2 separate regions of the Zea mays genome follow, and region 2 is linked to region 1. A link is a contact called in public Hi-C data. All regions are on one chromosome and are shown on one strand. Each heading gives the region's core, a stretch centred on a gene start, on an enhancer-like site or on the middle of the called end of the contact. The rest is flanking DNA. Distances are from core to core; before and after follow the strand shown. Region 1 holds the start of LOC103652245 (pectin acetylesterase 5). Region 2 holds the start of LOC100280829.

Evidence for each region. Hi-C and Micro-C count contacts between places; a contact is called where the count stands out from the background.
Region 2: a contact with region 1 is called in a Hi-C map of endosperm, with 6 times the contacts expected there. The contact joins the promoter of LOC100280829 here to the promoter of LOC103652245 in region 1. A contact is called at or near these places in 3 of 25 Hi-C or Micro-C datasets (ear, endosperm and tassel).

What each region holds. Positions count from the first base shown.
Region 1 is chr3:145,825,314-145,830,206 of Zm-B73-REFERENCE-NAM-5.0, reverse strand. LOC103652245 (pectin acetylesterase 5) reads right to left here and starts at 2,153. Exons shown (of 11, transcript NM_001414178.1): 1 at 1,725-2,153; 2 at 1,447-1,659; 3 at 1,118-1,197; 4 at 920-1,009; 5 at 45-169. The coding sequence starts at 1,953. It overlaps LOC103650683 (a long non-coding RNA gene), which reads left to right and starts at 3,909. Exons shown (of 5, transcript XR_002268098.3): 1 at 3,909-4,265; 2 at 4,345-4,413; 3 at 4,524-4,625; 4 at 4,715-4,793.
Region 2 is chr3:146,340,192-146,345,084 of Zm-B73-REFERENCE-NAM-5.0, reverse strand. It overlaps LOC100280829, which reads left to right and starts at 1,887. Exons shown (of 3, transcript NM_001153749.1): 1 at 1,887-2,428; 2 at 2,940-3,156; 3 at 3,267-4,133. The coding sequence starts at 2,105. The coding sequence ends at 3,760.

The DNA.
Region 1 (4,893 bases), core at 904-3,403:
GAAATTATTTATGGAGCAAAAACACTAAAAAATACGTAGCATACACATCAAGAAAGAATCCACCATCCGCGAGGCACTTGACAGTAGGTGTGTTTGGTAGAAGTGCCCGGAAATCATCACAATGAATGTATGTAGAAAGGCCACCAGCCGAGCATCCAGTCAAAAAAGCCTACAAGTAGGGATATATTAGCAGTGCAATAATATCAGGATGGTCCAATTCACAGTCAAGTACATTGCCCACATGAGTGGCCACCAATGACATAATAACAATCTATTTGTCTAGCAATTTGTTTTTCTAACTTTCTAGGGCATAGGTTTTTCCGTCCTCTACAATTAGTTAAAGAATCAATGTGAATACCACAGGATAAGAGAATAAAATGTGATAGGGAGTCCCTTTGCCACAAGGCATAAAATAACTTTGGATCATAGTTTTTAAAGCGGTAAGGCAAGACAAGGCATTGGACCACCGCCTGGATGCCTAGGCGGCGCCTAGGCGACACCTAGGCGAGGTAGGCGGGCAAGGCGCCTAGGCGTTAGACCTCCGCCTGGACGTCTAGGCGATGCCTTAAGAACAGTGCTTTGGATTACTCCTATGATAAGTAGCCCAATGAAAGAGTAAAATGTCATGTGGTTGCTGATTCATCCTAGGCCCCAAACATCTTATGCCTCCAAAAGATGCCATGTAGAGACCCATAACTAGCTACAAAGGGAAAACCCCGTGACTAGCTGCAAAACGAAATCACTGTAACTATAGTGTAGTCTTTGTCACGTTCACTGTTTTGGACTGGGAATGAACTTTTTCCGTGTGTTCAAGCCGCATGGCAGGCCGTGGAATACATAAACATGCTAGATCAATGCACTGATGATGAATACCGAGTAGTATCGCAACAAACGCTGCTATTTTATTCGAAAGGCAAACCTGTTTCGCTCTGGCTAGCCCCTTAGACAGAAGTTCGGCCATGACTGCTTCCCAGATACGCTGGCCTCTGAAGAAGAAACCTGTATCATTCTGGGAAGGATCACATCACAGAAATATTAATCGGAATGTCTGGGAAGAAAAGAAAACACAGATCCAAATGTGAGAACGAGGAGTAAAGCGGATAGAGGGCAGGCACACCTTGACTTCTTCTTGGACATTTCCAGAGAATGATGCACCATCACAGTATCTTATTTTCACTTTGTTCCAGTTGTAAAAATCTGCGGGAAGTATAATTATTACTTATTAGAAGATGCAAGGAGTCGTGAACAGATGATTGTATTTGGTTGACGGAGCTGACTATTTTAGGATAGTATACTACTACTTATAGAAAGCAAACTTTGCCATATATTTTTGTTCAGAGGATGTGCGTGCTATGCTGTGGAGTTGAAGTGAAGTGACTGGAATCGTTAGGCACTGGTAATTAGTACTGGACAGAGGAGAGGAGAGCATTGGAGACGCATCAGTACCTGGATTTTGAGATTGATCGTCACTTAGGATGCCGACGAATTCAGCACGAGTATCCATGTGGGCAGAGGAACCGAGATTTGTTTTCTTACGGCGAGCACATGATTCGAAATTGCGGCACCAGCTTCCGCCCTCCAAGTGGAGGAGCCAGTTGTGGGATCCGTCCCCAAATCCAGGAAGGAAGTGGTAGGCAGGCGGCGTACCATCCAAGCACACTAGCCAAGCTGATGGTTCAGGATGGGGGACAAGCAGCGGGAAGCTGAAGAGGAGCGTGACTGACCTGCGCCCTTGTCGATGGCGCCGTAGACGAGGGTGATGTCGACGAGGGCCGGGAGGCGATGCCCGTAGGACGAGGACGGGGGCGGGGAGGGCGCAGGGCCTGCGGCGTAGCGGGAGAGCGTGAGCACGAGGGCGACGGCGAGGAGCGCGAGGGCGAATGTGGCGCTGCGTCGGCCGAGACGGCGCCACCAGAGGCGGAGCTGAACGTGGTGGGTGCAGAGGACCGGCATCGGTGCTGGTGGTGGATCTGAGGCTCGGCGGGCGGCTGATGCGACAGCAGCACAACACTAGCCTTTCTTCTTCTTCTCCGACGACGACGGCTCACGGTCATAGCTTATTAGTTTATTTGTTTTGTTTAAACGAGGCGAGGCGAGGTTAGAGTAGTGATAAATATAAATAAATGGCGGGCACATGGAAGAGAAGAGCGGCGGTGGTGGCGTTGGGTTGCCGACGAGAGGAGGATACCATTATTAACATTAATTAGCAGGGATCTTGCCTTGCCCCTCTTCCCGGAGTTATTTGACTTTGTAACATCCACGCGGCTTCGTCACTTTATTACTCCACAGCTGAGCTTCGCCAATTTCATATTATAGAGCACACACCCACGCCAGTCTAGGACTGTTAATCTCTCGCACTCTGTAAACATCTGTTTTCTTGCGCTTGATGAAGGGAGCACACACCTGTGTACTAATTTATCCCTAGCCGCGAAAGAGAACAGACGGGAGTAACTTAACAGACGGTGCCCGCGCTGGAGACTCGCCCGCGCCGCCGTCTGCATTCCGCGCGGCCATCTGCCACATGGTGCCCGCGCCCCCGTCTGAACAAGGATCTGGTGCCCGCGCCCCCGTCTGAACTAGGATCTGGTACCTACGCTGCCGTCTGTATCCCGCGCAGCCGTCTTGCTTCTGGTTCCCTTCACCCGGCTGCATGGAGGTACAAAGCTCCGCCTCAAGTCGTCCTTCATGGACGCATGAGCTGCTGCTACACATGAACCGCTGCGAGAAGGACCCGTCGGCGCCGCCCAAGCCGACGCACCCGGACCCGCCGCCCGAGAAGGACGACTTGAGGCGGAGCTGCTCGAAGTAGAGCACGCGCACCACCATCTAGATCGGCAGCCGGTCGTTCTGCGCCGCGTGGCTCGACGCGTCCTGCGACAGCTTCTGGCAGTCGATCAGCTGCACAGCCACTTGCACTCCAACTCCATCAGAGATGGATGCGCCTGTTTTTGTTTGGGTTTTTTTCCCTGCAGCAAAACATTTGGTCAGCCAACGAGTTCTCTTTTCTCTAGACACAAAACCGATCAAGAAATGACAAACCAAACAGCTTGTGCAAAGGATGTGCTTGGCCTGATTACAAAGGGCTTCAGGCTACCGTCAGAAATGGAATTCATTGACACTAAATCAAATATATTCTTATTCTATTTGATCAGCTAAACTTATTCTGTTTGATGCTACAAATGCCATGTTTTTTGTCAATTTTTATACAATTTAACTCCATGCATATACATTGATCTGAAAAAGTTTAACCAGACACAGATCAATGGTTGATCCGGAGCAAGGAGAGGTCCTCCACCCACCAGTCCTCCCCGCAGCGCAAGGCGGCGCAGTCGCACGTCTCCAGGTGCGCCAGGCCGGAGACCAGCTGCTCCTTGCCCGCGCTAGCGACGACGGTGTCGACGCAGCGGGCCACCAGCCCAACCTACTCCGCCACGGGGCCGTCGCACCTGCGCAGCACCTCCAGCACCCCGTCCAGGCTCCGCAACGCCACCTCGGCCAGGTACGCCTCCGCCCGGGCCACGAGGTTGTCCGCGTGGTGGTCCTCCGTCATCTTCAGGTACTCCGCCACGCACCGCAGCTGCGTCACGTTCGCCGCGGTTATCTCGAGGGACAAAATTGACTTTTACCGTAGCTCAGGTAAGATTAAAGAGGCCGGTAGATTAACAGTCCCAAACTGGCACGGGTGTATGCTCTATAATACCAAAATGACGAAGTTCAGCTACGGAGTAATAAAGTGGCGAAGCCGCGCGAACGGGTGTATACTCTATAATACCAAAATGACGAAGCTCAGCTACGAAGTAATAAAATGACGAAGCCGCGCGACGAGAATGTTACGAAGTCAAATAACTCCCCTTCCCCACAGCACAAGGAACAAATCCTTTTTACGCAGCGACAACGAGCCAGGCACCTCCACCTCATCCGCTGACAGACAAGAGCGCAATCACCCGCGGGCCTTGGGCTTGGGCCTTGGAATAGGGTACCACCAACCAATCAATCGAAGAAGAGGCCCGCCGGCCGCCGCGGTTTGCTCGCTATCGCTCCCTTGCTGGCTGCGGTGCGGGTGCGCCGCCGTCGACGAGGGAGTCCCTGGCTCCCTCCCTCCGGGTTCGAATTCGGGTTGCTTCCTTAGGGTTCAGTGGCAGTACATAGCATGGCCCTAAAGCTCGGCTGGAGGAGAGGAGGAGGAGGCTGGCTTGCGCTTCCATTGGGGAATCGGACCACCGCGTCTTCCTCCGCATGCAGCAGCTCCAACTTGTTCGTCGGCGGTATGGTAACAGCTTTCAATTACAGTAGAAGAAGAATTGGCAACGGATGATGCAGCCTTCCTTTTTATTTTCTCTGCAGGTCTTTCCTACGACACTAACGAGACAGCTCTCAAGGATGTTTTCTCTCAATGTGGTGATGTTATTGCGGGTTGCTCCTCCTCCTCTTCTATATTCTTCTTATGAAACTACTTTTTGGCTACGAAAAAAATCGATCTTTCTCTCATGACGATTCATTTACAATATATTTATGCACTGCAGCGAAGGTTATATGCCATCCCACAAGCGGCAAGTCGAAAGGATTTGGTTTTGTCAAGTTTTCTTCGCAAAACCAAGCTGACGCAGCATTGCAAAAGATGAACGGTCAGGCAAGACTATCTTCTTTCATATATATCATCATATAGGACAAGAACACCTGCCTGCCTCTCACCGACACAAATTAAGCTTCGCAGGTGCTTGATGGAAGGAAAATTCGGGTGCACTATGCAAACGGGACTGGATGACTTGTGATTTAGAAACAGATAGAAAATGGTATAGTCTATAATACAAACAGTATTTTGCACGATTGCACGACTATATGTATGATCGATCGTAGCCTTACATGTTCTCCGATAGTAGCAGCATCTTTTAC
Region 2 (4,893 bases), core at 638-3,137, 520 kb before region 1:
ATAGATCTTAGAGCAACTTCAATAGTTCTCTATAAAAAAGCTTGCTAAAATCATATTTAGCAAGTTAATAAATAGCTATCGGAAGTACAAAATAACTTAGTATGCAATAGTTGCTCATATTTAGGGAGTAGTTCGATTTTAAATCTAGCTTTGGCAGTCCTACCCCTATCAAATCTGGCTGACGGCAAGGTTGAGAACAGAGGATGTCGAGGGCGGAAGAGAAAATGTCGGTCGACATGACCTATGAGGAGTGGTGGTCCGATGGCGCAACCTATGGGACAGTAGGGTCTGACGGTGAAGGAGAAACTTGTGTCACACTCATTTGATCTATCTACCTCATTGTGCTAGAAAGTGGAAAAAAGAGTGTGCTATACCTGGCTACCTCATTGTGTGGGAAAGAGAAAAAATAATCACGCCACTGTGAAAAAATTGACGTCAACATCATTTAGGGAGTTACTATCGAGTTGCTAAATGTGGAGAGTAAATAGAGTTGGATAGCAACTAACTAAATTTAGTAAATCTATTTAGAGAACCATTGGAGAAGCAATTTTCTGCTTACTTCTTATATTTAAGATTTAGAGAATTGTTTAGAGAACCATCGGAGTTGCTCTTAGATACTTAGAATTGTTTATGGAGTCTTTATCATTTTCAAGTTTATGGACTATAAAATATTTATTTCATTATTTCCAAATGGAACGTAGATGTTCACCCATGAGTTTGTGCTTCTCATCTCTTTAGCGTATCGTCGGCCCTTTTATAAGGATTTCCTAAGGTGAGTGTCATGTCATCCTGATATAGTCTCTAGTAGATTGTATTAGGGAAACATGGTGTATCACTTTACCCTAGTAGACATCTAAATGACATTGTATCATTTTCAACAAGTTCCCTATGCTTATACCCATTTTAGATGCGATATGAGAGTGTAACTATATATGGATGACCATCTTCTTAAACACGTATTTGGATACACGATAATATTTAGGTCTATTCTTTCGTCTGATTGTACTTTACGTGTATTTAGATCCTCATTTTATGTATATCTTTGTTACAGTTAGCCTTAATTAATTAAAGAGACAGTACTATGATTATGTTTGGTTCAACTTTTTTCTGACGAGCTTCTTTGAGAATCTAGCTAGGAGAGAATTCTCGCTGTGGAGATAAACTTAGTATCGTAAGAATTACATGCAGGGGAAGATGAAAGAGTCTATGGAGTTTAGGTATATAGAACGTGACAGATTTCTCATATCGTGATAGTCGATTATGTGTTCACGTTAATTTAGATGATTTTCGCTAAAGTGATTCTCATAAAAACGAGTTATAAAGTTAGACGTTTGAGAGTCTACACACCTTATAGTGGCTAAAATTTAGATTTAAACCGAAACAAAGGGACATCAAAGGTGTCTTGAGCCGCAAGAAAGAAAACGAGTGCACATGGGGATAGCAAGCCCTGGCTAGAACTAGAAGCAGCGAGAAGGAAACGCAAGGCATACAGATATGATTACCGAATGGAAGAGATTTATTTATTTATTTTTAGGAAAACATAAATTTTAATAATAGTAATAACACATGTAAACCAAAAAAATATGGGTGTGATAAAATGTTAGTCCGTAGATAAAAATTAGCTTAGCGCAAACAACTTTAGAATATTAGTATTATAATAAGTAAATAAACAAATAAAAGAAAATCGAACGAAGCACATGCCGATTGGAAACGGAATGGCTTAGGATCTCTGGAATGCAAGAATTTTACAGAAATAGTGTAGAAATTTCACAGAAATTAGTTTAAAAGTAAAAACGTAGGATTTAGAAAAATATCCTTTGTTCTAAAGAGAGCCTTAACTTTTTGTGGGTTGGTGAGTTGGGCAGACCGCGTTGCGTTGGACTTTTCTCACCTTCCAACTAACCTGTTTCAATTTGTATTGGGAGCCTTGCCGTGCCGGAATATTCCCCTCCGGCAGCCTCCCTGGCTTCCTCCCCGCGCCGCCCCGCCAACCAAACCCAACGGTGGCACCACCTCTTCCTTCCTCCTCCTTTCCTTCCGCGACAGGAGACCCCCTCGCCCCCGAATTAATTGCAGCTGAAGGAACCCAAGGCGGCATCCATCGATGATGATGCTCACCAAGGAGTTCGCCCTATCGCCGCCGCCAGGTGTCGTGCCGCGCCGGAGGCCGTCGGCGAGGGTCGCACCCACCGCCGCTCGAGGGGGTTCGCCGGTGCCCGACCTATGGCTGCGGACCGCCGCCCCCGTCCCCGCTTCCGCCGCCGCCGGCTTCGCCAGCAGCCACAGCCACGACGGCGACTGCGACCTGGCCATGCTCGTCACCGACTTCCTCGAGAACGGGGCCACCGCCGGTTCCGGAGACTCCCGCAATAGCAGCGACAGTGAATCCGGTCTCCCTGACCTCGCCCACCTCGCGGACACGATCTCGGTACGCCTCACGCCCCTCTTCCCCTACCTGGCTCGTGCTTTCCTTCCATTTCCATTAGCTAGCTTTGCCATGCAAATATGCAATCATGCTTACGGAGTTTCTGTTGATGATTTGATTTGCTTTGACCCTAAACAACCGAACCAATGCCCCCGTGGCTTTGTATGATGTTTGAGATTGATTGCGCACCCAGTCGACATTACTGCTTTATTTACTAGACTAGATGGATACACTACTCTCGTGTAGATCATCACGCTTCAAATTAATTTCTGTTTCTAGTTTTTCACACCACGTGCTGTCATCATCATCATCATCATACATGACACCAAAATTCACCTGTATCCTTACCATAGTGTCTTTCTCGGTCTGTTCAAAACATTGTTCTCCTGCCATCACCTAATGTTTGTGACTTTCATTGCATCGTGCCCTTCTAATATGTCCTTTCAGCCTTACAATTTGCCTCTACATTTGTATGCCTCAACTTACACTACCTGGCCCCTGCACCCTGATTTAGATGTTGAAGCAGGGTGGAGACGAGAAAGAAAACGAGCTGCTCGCCATGGTCCACTCGCTACTCCTCTCTATCCATGAGCCGCAGCTTCAGCCTTTCAAAACAGGCCAATGTGGAGGCAGCTGCATCCGCCATTTGCTTGTCAAGCTCTTGAGATACTCGGGAAACGACGCAGCAGTTTGCACATCCAAATGGCAGGGGTTTGACAAGATACCTGGAGGTACTTGAGATGACAACTTGGCTTATCTATCTATGCTTCCTACTGAGAGAAGAGAGCACCTGATTAAGTACGGTGTTCTAGGCTAAACTGTTTGTGGTTTCCCCAATCAGGTGACTACGAGTACATTGATGTCATAATGCACGGTGATACTACAGCTCCAGAGCGTCTAATCGTTGATATCGACTTCAGAAGCCACTTTGAAATTGCCAGGGCAGTTGATTCTTATGGCACCCTGTTGAATTCGCTCCCAGTGGTCTTTGTTGGCACCCTTCCGCGACTGAAGCAGTTCCTGCATGTGATGGTAGATGCTGCAAAATGGTCCCTGAAGCAAAACTCAATGCCCCTTCCTCCCTGGAGATCCTTGCCTTACCTCCAAGCGAAATGGCAGTCCAAGTATGAGAGGAAAGATTCCATTACCGAGGGAGGCTTCCAGAGCACATCTTCTGATCACGCGCTGTGCATTGGGCACCTGAAGAGGCTGAAAACGTCCCTGCAGTTAGAGCTTGAGACCGCAGGATTACTGATGATGCCAATCAAGGCCAACAAGAAGAGGATGCCAAAGTCATCTGAGAGGCGGAGGCGGCGTTCCCTTCTCAGCTGTTGATTTATGTTCCTTGGACACATAAGAATACTATAAAGGAGAAGGAACAACAGCTTGCTGCTGGCTATTTTTGTTTCCTCAGAAAATGGAGAAATGAGAGGCTTTTTTCATCCGTCCAATACATAATGGTGGAGACTCTTCTTACAGGTTTGGAGTTTACAGATTAGGTAAAACAGAAGGTGGATACTAACAGGCCATGTTAGTGCCAGTTTTTTTTTTTCCTTTTCCCTTTTTGAAGGCACATAAGAAAAGGACGAAGAAAATAGTTTTTTTTGTTTGTTTTAGTTTTTGCTTCTTTCCGGCAGAGATGGATATGCTAGTGGTGAATCTGCTGCACTGCATATGCCACGTACAAGTGAGAGTTAGTATTACAAAATCAAACTTTCCCCGCTATATATTGATTTTTTTGGTGACCCATTTTGGTACTCCAGAAACTGATAGACACGATTGATTGCCGCATTGTAACCGTAGAATGCACAAGTTGGGTGATACGCTTATTGAAGTTGAAGAATATTCGTTGTTCGTTTGTAATTGTAAACTGGTGATAGTGGTTGAGAATGAGAAGTTCTCTGTTCAGGCAGTGTTGGTGCTAGACAGCTAGAGCCTTTAATTTTATGAGAGAAAGAGACTTGTGATGAAGAAGTGAAGGAGCAAGTGGCAGTCAAAGAATGCGTAGAGCATGCGCGGCAGCTGGGCAGGTCCGGTGCCACTGGTGTGTGGACCTGTGGTCAATGCAAGCCCATATTCCCAGTGTTGTGTTGATTCCTTTGTCAACTTGCCAAACAATCATAATTTGATACTTCCCCCTGATTTTGGTTAAATAAATTGTGTGTATGCTGTAGCCGTGGCTGGCCAAAGACGAGTGTTGGCTAATTACTCAATCAGAACTGATGAAATTTTCTATTTCATATCATATCCTTGAATAGCACATTGTCTTCGCTATTCTCTATATAAAGTCTAAAATACTCTCAAATTGTTTATTTATAATTATTCATTTACACAATATTAATCTACTCACGTTGTCCTAAATACACATTCTAGTTTTTTTCTACAACCTTCGTCGGAGGCTTCGTGTCCTGCAAAGTAAGCGTGTGTTTGGTTAGCAGGTCGGAACGGGTTGAACCCGCATCAACCCT